Regions from separate parts of the Mus musculus genome. Here region 2 is linked to region 1. A link is a contact called in public HiChIP or PLAC-seq data. All regions are on one chromosome and are shown on one strand. Each heading gives the region's core, a stretch centred on a gene start, on an enhancer-like site or on the middle of the called end of the contact. The rest is flanking DNA. Distances are from core to core; before and after follow the strand shown. Region 1 holds the start of Bmp2 (bone morphogenetic protein 2). Region 2 has its middle 110 kb from the start of Gm39940.

The links. HiChIP or PLAC-seq counts read pairs in DNA pulled down with a chosen protein or histone mark.
Region 2: a contact with region 1 is called in an H3K27ac HiChIP or PLAC-seq map of a colorectal cancer cell line, with 5 times the contacts expected there. The contact joins the enhancer-like site here to the promoter of Bmp2 in region 1. A contact is called at or near these places in 11 of 39 promoter capture datasets (the SN4741 cell line, cranial neural crest, embryonic stem cells and 5 more), 2 of 484 Hi-C or Micro-C datasets (cerebellum and cortical neurons), 5 of 115 datasets of contacts at active chromatin or transcription factors (a colorectal cancer cell line, embryonic limb bud, embryonic stem cells and 1 more) and 1 of 9 other capture datasets (embryonic stem cells).

What each region holds. Positions count from the first base shown.
Region 1 is chr2:133,550,348-133,555,748 of GRCm38.p6, forward strand. Bmp2 (bone morphogenetic protein 2) reads left to right here and starts at 1,812. Exons shown (of 3, transcript NM_007553.3): 1 at 1,812-3,004; 2 at 4,072-4,421. The coding sequence starts at 4,079. RefSeq lists promoters at 1-2,777, 1,774-1,972, 2,462-2,777 and a cis regulatory region at 790-800.
Region 2 is chr2:133,855,397-133,860,521 of GRCm38.p6, forward strand. No RefSeq gene overlaps it. Among named protein-coding and RNA genes, the nearest start is that of Gm39940, 110 kb to the left of the region's middle. Within about 2 kb of position 2,460, at least 11 of the 459 cell types and tissues checked have an H3K27ac peak or open chromatin away from gene starts, as enhancers often do. A contact at or near this core is called in a colorectal cancer cell line, where this site is marked.

The sequences.
Region 1 (5,401 bases), core at 562-3,061:
TTCAGAGAAATTGGGCCAAACTTGAGGAAAGTTCCTGGGAAAGGCTTTTTAGCAGCACCTCTCTGGGCTACAAAAAAGAAGCCAGCAGGCACCACCAAGGTGGAGTAACTGTCCAGAGGCATCCATTTTACCTCAGAGACTTGATTACTAAGGATATCCTAAACGGCCAAACTCTCTCTTCTGGTGTTCCAGAGGCCCAAAGCTGCAAGGCATTGTTGATGTCATCACCAAAGGTTTCATTTTCATCTTTTCTTGGGGTTGGTCCAACAGCTGTCAGCTTTCTCTTCCTCATTAAAGGCAACTTTCTCATTTAAATCTCATATAGGTTCGGAGTTTCTTGCTTTGCTCCTTCCGCCTCCGCGATGACAGAAGCAATGGTTAACTTCTCAATTAAACTTGATAGGGAAGGAAATGGCTTCAGAGGCGATCAGCCCTTTTGACTTACACACTTACACGTCTGAGTGGAGTGTTTTATTGCCGCCTTGTTTGGTGTCTCATGATTCAGAGTGACAACTTCTGCAACACGTTTTAAAAAGGAATACAGTAGCTGATCGCAAATTGCTGGATCTATCCCTTCCTCTCCTTTAATTTCCCTTGTAGACAGCCTTCCTTCAAAAATACCTTATTTGACCTCTACAGCTCTAGAAACAGCCAGGGCCTAATTTCCCTCTGTGGGTTGCTAATCCGATTTAGGTGAACGAACCTAGAGTTATTTTAGCTCCCCGACTGAAAAGCTAGCACACGTGGGTAAAAAAATCATTAAAGCCCCTGCTTCTGGTCTTTCTCGGTCTTTGCTTTGCAAACTGGAAAGATCTGGTTCACAACGTAACGTTATTCACTCTGGTCTTCTACAGGAATGCTCAGCCCATAGTTTTGGGGGTCCTGTGGGTAGCCAGTGGTGGTACTATGAAGGCTCCTGAATGTAGGGAGAAATGGAAAGATTTCAAAAAAGAATCCTGGCTCAGCAGCTTTGGGGACATTTCCAGCTGAGGAAGAAAACTGGCTTGGCCACAGCCAGAGCCTTACTGCTGGAGACCCAGTGGAGAGAGAGGACCAGGCAGAAAATTCAAAGGTCTCAAACCGGAATTGTCTTGTTACCTGACTCTGGAGTAGGTGGGTGTGGAAGGGAAGATAAATATCACAAGTATCGAAGTGATCGCTTCTATAAAGAGAATTTCTATTAACTCTCATTGTCCCCTCACATGGACACACACACACACACACACACACACACACACACATCACTAGAAGGGATGTCCACTTTACAAGTGTGTATCTATGTTCAGAAACCTGTACCCGTATTTTTATAATTTACATAAATAAATACATATAAAATATATGCATCTTTTTATTAGATTCATTTATTTGAATATAAATGTATGAATATTTATAAAATGTAATAATGCACTCAGATGTGTATCGGCTATTTCTCGACATTTTCTTCTCACCATTCAAAACAGAAGCGTTTGCTCACATTTTTGCCAAAATGTCTAATAACTTGTAAGTTCTGTTCTTCTTTTTAATGTGCTCTTACCTAAAAACTTCAAACTCAAGTTGAATATTGGCCCAATGAGGGAACTCAGAGGCCAGTGGACTCTGGATTTGCCCTAGTCTCCCGCAGCTGTGGGCGCGGATCCAGGTCCCGGGGGTCGGCTTCACACTCATCCGGGACGCGACCCCTTAGCGGCCGCGCGCTCGCCCCGCCCCGCTCCACCGCGGCCGCCCCGTAGGGCGCGCCGTCCACACCCCTGCGCGCCGCTCCCGCCCGCCCGGGGATCCCCGGCGCGCTGCGCCTCCGAGGGGGAGGTGTTCGGCCACGGCCGGGAGGGAGCCGGCAGGCGGCGTCTCCTTTAAAAGCCGCGAGCGCCGCGCCACGGCGCCTCCGTCGTCGCCGCCGGAGTCCTCGCCCTGCCGCGCAGAGCCCTGCTCGCACTGCGCCCGCCGCCGCTGCGCTTCCCACAGCCCGCCCGGGATTGGCAGCCCCGGACGTAGCCTCCCCAGGCGACACCAGGCACCGGACGCCCTCCCGGCGAAAGACGCGAGGGTCACCCGCGGCTTCGAGGGACTGGCACGACACGGGTTGGAACTCCAGACTGTGCGCGCCTGGCGCTGTGGCCTCGGCTGTCCGGGAGAAGCTAGAGTCGCGGACCGACGCTAAGAACCGGGAGTCCGGAGCACAGTCTTACCCTCAATGCGGGGCCACTCTGACCCAGGAGTGAGCGCCCAAGGCGAGCGGGCGGAAGAGTGAGTGGACCCCAGGCTGCCACAAAAGACACTTGGCCCGAGGGCTCGGAGCGCGAGGTCACCCGGTTTGGCAACCCGAGACGCGCGGCTGGACTGTCTCGAGAATGAGCCCCAGGACGCCGGGGCGCCGCAGCCGTGCGGGCTCTGCTGGCGAGCGCTGATGGGGGTGCGCCAGAGTCAGGCTGAGGGATGCAGAGTGGCGGCCCGCCCGCCACCCAGATCTTCGCTGCGCCCTTGCCCGGACACGGCATCGCCCACGATGGCTGCCCCGAGCCATGGGTCGCGGCCCAGCTAACGCAGAACGTCCGTCCCTCGCCCGGCGAGTCCCGGAGCCAGCCCCGCGCCCCGCCAGCGCTGGTCCCTGAGGCCGACGACAGCAGCAGCCTTGCCTCAGCCTTCCCTTCCCGTCCCGGCCCCGCACTCCTCCCCCTGCTCGAGGCTGTGTGTCAGCACTTGGCTGGAGACTTCTTGAACTTGCCGGGAGAGTGACTTGGGCTCCCCACTTCGCGCCGGTGTCCTCGCCCGGCGGATCCAGTCTTGCCGCCTCCAGCCCGATCACCTCTCTTCCTCAGCCCGCTGGGCCCACCCCAAGACACAGTTCCCTACAGGGAGAACACCCGGAGAAGGAGGAGGAGGCGAAGAAAAGCAACAGAAGCCCAGTTGCTGCTCCAGGTCCCTCGGACAGAGCTTTTTCCATGTGGAGACTCTCTCAATGGACGTGCCCCCTAGTGCTTCTTAGACGGACTGCGGTCTCCTAAAGGTAGAGGACACGGGCCGGGGACCCGGGGTTGGCTGGCGGGTGACACCGCTTCCCGCCCAACGGCGCAGGGCGCCTGGGAGGACTGGTGGAGTGGAGTGGACGTAAACATACCCTCACCCGGTGCACGTGCAGCGGATCCCTAGAGGGGTTAGGCATTCCAAACCCCAGATCCCTCTGCCTTGCCCACTGGCCTGCGACCTTCCTCCAGCCGGTTCCTCCTCCCCAAGTTTTCGATACATTATAAGGGCTGTTTTGGGCTTTCAAAAAAAAAAATGCAGAAATCCATTTAAAGAGTATGGCCAGTAGATTTTACTAGTTCATTGCTGACCAGTAAGTACTCCAAGCCTTAGAGATCCTTGGCTATCCTTAAGAAGTAGGTCCCATTTAGGAAGATACTAAAAGTTGGGGTTCTCCATGTGTGTTTACTGACTATGCGAATGTGTCATAGCTTACACGTGCATTCATAAACACTATCTATTTAGTTAATTGCAGGAAGGTGCATGGATTTCTTGACTGCACAGGAGTCTGGGGAAGGGGGACAGGGTTGCCTGTGGGTCAACCTTAAATAGTTAGGGGCGTAGGCCACAACTTGCAAGTGGCGTCATTAGCAGTAATCTTGAGTTTAGCGCTTACTGAATCTACAAGTTTGATATGCTCAACTACCAGGAAATTGTATACAGCGCCTCTAAGGAAGTCACTTGTGCATTTGTGTCTGTTAATATGCACATGAGCGCTGCACTGTATAAGTTTGTCAGGGATGCAGTGTCCGACCAACCTATGGCTTCCCAGCTTCCTGACACCCGCATTCCCAGCTAGTGTCACAAGAAAAGGGTACAGACGGTCAATGCTCTTTTTAATTGGGAGTTAAGACCAAGCCCCAAGTAAGAAGTCCGGCTGGGACTTGGGGGTCCTCCATCCTCTTGATCATCCAGGCTGTAGCCCGCGAATATGACATGCCAGGAGGGCATCCTGGAGAAGGCCAGCGAGCTCTATGGGAGCCGAGGCCGCGGGGGCGGGCGGAGGACTGGGCGGGGAACGTGGGTGACTCACGTCGGCCCTGTCCGCAGGTCGACCATGGTGGCCGGGACCCGCTGTCTTCTAGTGTTGCTGCTTCCCCAGGTCCTCCTGGGCGGCGCGGCCGGCCTCATTCCAGAGCTGGGCCGCAAGAAGTTCGCCGCGGCATCCAGCCGACCCTTGTCCCGGCCTTCGGAAGACGTCCTCAGCGAATTTGAGTTGAGGCTGCTCAGCATGTTTGGCCTGAAGCAGAGACCCACCCCCAGCAAGGACGTCGTGGTGCCCCCCTATATGCTAGATCTGTACCGCAGGCACTCAGGCCAGCCAGGAGCGCCCGCCCCAGACCACCGGCTGGAGAGGGCAGCCAGCCGCGCCAACACCGTGCGCAGCTTCCATCACGAAGGTGAGCGGGCGGCGGGTGGCGGGGCGGGGACGGCGGGCGGGCGGAGACTAGGCGGGCAGCCCGGGCCTCCACTAGCACAGTAGAAGGCCTTTCGGCTTCTGTACGGTCCCCTCTGTGGCCCCAGCCAGGGATTCCCCGCTGGTGAGTCCTCACCCTTTCCTGGCAAGTAGCCAAAAGACAGGCTCCTCCCCCTAGAACTGGAGGGAAATCGAGTGATGGGGAAGAGGGTGAGAGACTGACTAGCCCCTAGTCAGCACAGCATGCGAGATTTCCACAGAAGGTAGAGAGTTGGAGCTCCTTAAATCTGCTTGGAAGCTCAGATCTGTGACTTGTGTTCACGCTGTAGTTTTAAGCTAGGCAGAGCCAAGGGCAGAATGTTCGGAGATAGTATTAGCAAATCAAATCCAGGGCCTCAAAGCATTCAAATTTACTGTTCATCTGGGCCTAGTTTGAAAGATTTCTGAATCCCTATCTAATCCCCGTGGGAGATCAATTCCACAATTCGTCATATTGTTTCCACAATGACCTTCGATTCTTTGCTTAAATCTTAAATCTCCAAGTGGAGACAGCGCAAGCCTTCAGATAAAAGCCTTTTCTCCCACTGCCTGCTACCTTCCTAGGCAAGGCAATGGGGTTTTTAAACAAATATATGAATATGATTTCCCAAGATAGAATAATGTTGTTTATTTCAGCTGAAATTTCCTGGATTAGAAAGGCTGTAGAGGCCTATTGAAGTCTCTTGCACCGATGTTCTGAAAGCAGTTAGTAAAAAATCATGACCTAGCTCAATTCTGTGTGTGCCACTTTCAATGTGCTTTTGACTTAATGTATTCTCCATAGAACATCAGTTCCTTCAAGTTCTAGAAGAATTCAGAGTTGTCTGTCAGTGAGCTGCAATTTATAGAACAGTGGGGAGCTGGGAGAGAATTTCCCTTTTTAAAGTTTTGCTTTGCCTTGCTGAGGGGATAAATTTTAAGTAG
Region 2 (5,125 bases), core at 1,210-3,709, 310 kb after region 1:
CTTAGTCTCCTGGAACCGTGGCATCCTGTAGTATAAATAATGCTCCAATGTCCTTGCTTAGTTGGTAAACAGAGCTGTGTGCTTTCCCTTAATATTGCTTTATTACAAGTGCTCCTAAGGATTGATATTTTGACATATAGCTAAGTTAGATTCTAGGTAGTCCTTGATCCGACCCTGGGCATGGATAGCTAAGTCACTGCCCTACACAGGAATTTACCTTTATCTAGGAAGAAGGAAGTTTGTGACCTAAGGAGGAACCAGAGTAGATACTTAGAATTATAGATAGCTGATTTATACCCATATACAAGTACTTACAATGGCCTAGGGGGAAGGTAGACTATACAATAAACTAGAGTAGGAACTATGGCAAGGGCACGAAGCCCATGCCCCTGGCTTCTAAGATTAAGTGGACCTTAGGTGGAGCTGTTTTTGATCCCAGTTGTTAACGTTGAATTTTATCCCAGTTGGTTTCAGCCAGTCCTTCCGTGTTTGTGTTTGCATTCCTCTGTTTTGTGTAAGAATCCAGTAACCTCATTGTACCTTGCCATTGTGTCACCTTCCCTATTTTCTTCTGTATAAAATGTTTGATGCTTGATTTGACAAATTGCATTCAGATCCACACCCCCTTGTGTCGAGTCTGTTTGTCACCCCAATTCCTGCCGACTCTATGCCCATTTGCCGGAACCCCTGATTCCCACGGATTGAGGAGGACCCACTGGGCCCGGTCCATGGCAGTGAAGCTCAGGGCAAGCTTGGTTCTTAGCTCCGATCTGGAGGAGCTACCCCTGAGAAAAGATCACGCCTTCATTTCATCCCTTTACCCAAACATTCCCTTAATAAATAAGCCATTCAAATGGCTTATTTTGGAATAGGAGTTCCAGCTACAAACCCGAGTGAACTGAGATACTCTACTCATTGATAATGAAGTTGACCAAGTTACACATAAACACTCTCTCTCTCTCTCTCTCTCTCTCTCTCTCACACACACACACACACACACACACACACACACACACAAACACATGCACACCCGCACTCACTCACACACACACACACACACACACACACACACACACACACACACATACACACGTGCGCTCAGAGGAAAAAACGTATATACAATTTCTATCCACTCTCCTCTGTTTATCTTTGCCCTTTTCTCTGGCCGCTACTTCTTACTTTATTTTCTTGTTTGCCTCTTATTAGAGACAACAACTAGGAAGGATCTTAAACATGTCACCTTAATGGCCCTGTCCGCGGGTTTTCATAAAGGATTCTTCTCACTCTTCTAGGAAGTGGATGCCTGCTGGTCTATCAAGATCGACTAAAGTTCTCAAACACAACACTTCCCACAGAGGCCTGGGGCATCCGCTCTTATCTGCAGAGTTACCTATTAGAGTCTGCTCTCCATAGCTCTGAGTCTCGAAGCAAGGTTTAATCACCTCAGTTCAGGTACTTGGGCTTGGGTGGGAAACTGCCCTTTCTTCAAGGCTTCCACTGGATTTTCTTGTTGATGTGCATAACGTCTCCAGAATAGAGGTGTGGAAGGCACTTGAATCTCGCAGCGGATTCTGACTCTGTCTGGTGGCTTTACTGCAGTGGTAACACAGTGGGGCTTTTTTGTTGTTGCTGTTGCTACTATTCACATGTTTGTTTGTTGATTTAGGGTTTTTTTTGTTTCCTTTTAATTTTATTAATTATTTGTTAAGTAAGTTATGGATGCAATTTGGTTTTCTTTCCTCATTTGGACAAGTGCTTTCAAAACCATAAACTGCATCTAATTTTTCTATCAAAATACAAATGGACTTTTCACAGTGACATTTTTTGGGCCATGCAAAAGCATAATTACATATTATATTGTCAAGCATAGTCATGGACTTCTCCCATAGCTGAGCAATGAGAACATGAAAACTGTGTGTGATTTTGTGGATATGGGAGATAACCCAGCTCTGATCCAACCAATCCCCTCCTGCTTGGCGTTCGTTTTTTCCACCTTGTAAAGATTCACTGCTTTTCTCACAGAGAGTATCCCCATGGTATACAAGTTTAGATGGTATGCATCATCCTTTCATTTGAATTTCTTCCCCCAAAGATGAGCTGTCTCATGATTGTTTCAGTTTTTAAAGAGTTTTTGTTTGTTTTGTTGGGGGAGGGGGGCTGACAAAGGACAAACCTGTTGAAGAAATGTGTAAACAGGGTGAAGAATGAAACCCATTTAGTGGGCAAGAAGCAGGGAAGACATGAGAGTGTCCCTTCAGTTCCAGATGCCCTGTGAGTGGCAATGCAGTGGGTGAGAAGTTGTGTGTCACGGAACACTGCCTCCCACTCATCAGGGCACAGCACAAGAGGAAGACTTAGACATCTCTCATCTTTGTGTATTTGTGAATGGCCTCACTTGCTGTGAGGCGGTGACTATTCCTCAGAAGACCTTTGGCTCACCACTAAACCAATTTCTAGGCTTAGTGCTTCATGACTCAGGGTAAAGACCCAAGCAGAGATCCTACCCTGCCATCCGTGGGCAGGAGAGGGCTAGGGCTTGAGAAAGCACGTGTGTGTGCAGGGAAAGACTGTTCAGGGACAGTCTGCTTCTCATCTTCATCAATTGCCATCCAGCTCCATAATCTCTGCCTCTGATCACTGAGTTACTCACCACTTGAAATTTAAACCTACGAAGAAGGGCAAAGGTAATGAGTCATTTGTTTCTGTTTTATTATTTTTTTCTATTTACAAACCATTACAAAGATAGATCCTCTTCTTTGGCGACAGGGAGAGGGCTGGTACCGTAGCACTTAACCCGATAGCTAACACATAAAGCTAAGAGAAAAGAGATGGTGGGAGACATTTCCAGTCGTGGTTGCCTGACAATCTAGTTCTGTGACTCTTGACAGTATCCTAAGAGGGACATTCTTTTGAGTTTTAAAGCTCCAGAAAATATATTACCTTTCCCTATAGGTATTTTTAGTAGCAGAACAGAATGCTAAAACTCGTGGCTATCACCTGCAGTCTATATGACCCCATACAACTTAGCTACTCCTTGTGAAAAACACTACCCGATGACCAAGGCTGTGTGCTGTTCAGGGACAGCCAGGTCTGCTCCACAGTCTCAGATCTGACTGATCTCCCAGACTTCCCAAACAGTTCATGTTTCCTCTGTGTAGATCCAGGGGCGGTTTGTATTTAATAAGAACTAAAAAACCCAAGAATTATGCTTGAATTAGAATCATAGATTATCAGTTTGGAAGGACTTTAGTGATGACCGGTTTGTAGATAAATTAACGCTGTTGAAGTTCATAAGGAAACCAGGAGAAGCATGATTAAACCACACACAGCAATGTGGAGGTGTAGCTTAGTTATAGGATAACTGCTTACCCTGGCACATTTAGCTTAGTTTAACTAAGCCAGGTTTCACTTCACCCCCCCCCCACACACACACCCACTACCTTATCCCCAAGCTTTGTACTATTACTAGAGACAATTACACTGATTTTATTTTGTAATCCAGATGATCCATTTTCATTTGGATCAATTACTTTTTTCAGTTTACTGTGTCCTTGCTTGTTTCTTTCTTAAACAGATTATTTTGACATAAAATAAACACTTCAAAAATGGTGGTTTGATTTATTCATTAACATCATGGAATGAATGAGGTAAGTGTATGTGAGACTCTGGGGCAGGCATAGGCACTTCAGCTCTGAAGAGAAGCAAATAGGGCAAGAGAGAGGTTGATGGAGAGATGTGCGTGCAGTGGAATTCCTTTGGGTTGGTAGGAGACTTGCCTTCTATGTATCCTCAGGGGAGACTTCTTTTGTGGATTTCTATTTTTACATTGAAAAGTTTATACATGAATATAGTGTGTTTTGGTCAAGCCCACCCTAGTTTTTATTCCCAATGTCAACCTCTCTCTCCTCTATCTCTCCCTCCCTACTTACCTCCCTCCCTTCCTTCTTCTCAAAACCCACTTAGTGCTGCCTGTATGTATATGGATGGAGGACCATCTATTGGAATGTAGGTAACCTGTCAGAGGCCACATCCATGAAGCAAACTTACTCTCCCATGATCCATGACAGGGATCCTCAGGGAAGAAAGGATAGAAAGATCGTCAGAGCCAGAGACTGCAACAGATGTCGCCAGTCAAACACCATTTGCTAGACATATAGGACCTTTATACACATGAACACGCAAACGAATTTCAGTGTGGCAGAGGAGGGTCTCATGGAATCTCACCTCTAGCTGAGGAGCTTTGACCTACTGGCCTACTGAGGGCATTGCTTTCCTTTCTCATCTCCCTCCTCCCCGCACACCTCTGGATGTGCTCTTGGGCAAATGGTCAGTCTTACTCAGACAGTGTCTTTCAGCTTCTGCCTAAAGGCAGTAGTCTTCTGCTCCCTTGTGGGCATGGCTGCCCTTGGCATAGCGCACAGGCAAGTACAGGGACCATGGATGGGCTGGCTGTTCTTACCCACACTGCTCCTGAAGCTCTAATATTAAACTAATGTGCAGCTCTAATGAGAGCAGTTAACAAGATTTGATATGCACTCTGCTCTGCACCTTGGGGTTCTCATTTCGGATATTCTTTAGCTGGTGCCACCCCCAGTTTTCTATCGCTGCTTAAAACTTAGTGATTATTTTTTCTTTTTTGTTTTTGTTTGTTTGTTTGTTTTCCTTCCTTGGATGTGAAGAGAAAGGGAGGAGACTCAATTGTTCAATAGTTTCTATAAGTGTGGGACTGACAATTGACCTAGGGGTCATTCCTGTAGTCAAAATAAATTCCAACACAATTGTGCTTCCCTTCTGTAGTCTGCAGTTTAGTAAGTCTGACAACGTTATAGTCTGCCGACAATTCTGTAGTCTACTGATTCCAATGTTCCCTTGCTCTGACTCAGTGCTCTGTATGGATCTGTTAGAAAGCCACATTCCATGGTCATGGGGCAGTTCTTGGTAAGCCAGACAAGGTACAGATTCCTGTTTCTCTGTGTTCCCATAAACTTGGTAGAGGCTATAGAGCTAAGATTTATCCTACAGTAATTATCGAAATATCTAACATGAATAAGTATCACTTGACTCTCAGCATCATAAAGACTTAAAAAAAATAGGTTGGAGGGGTTGTAACACATGGGCTTTGACT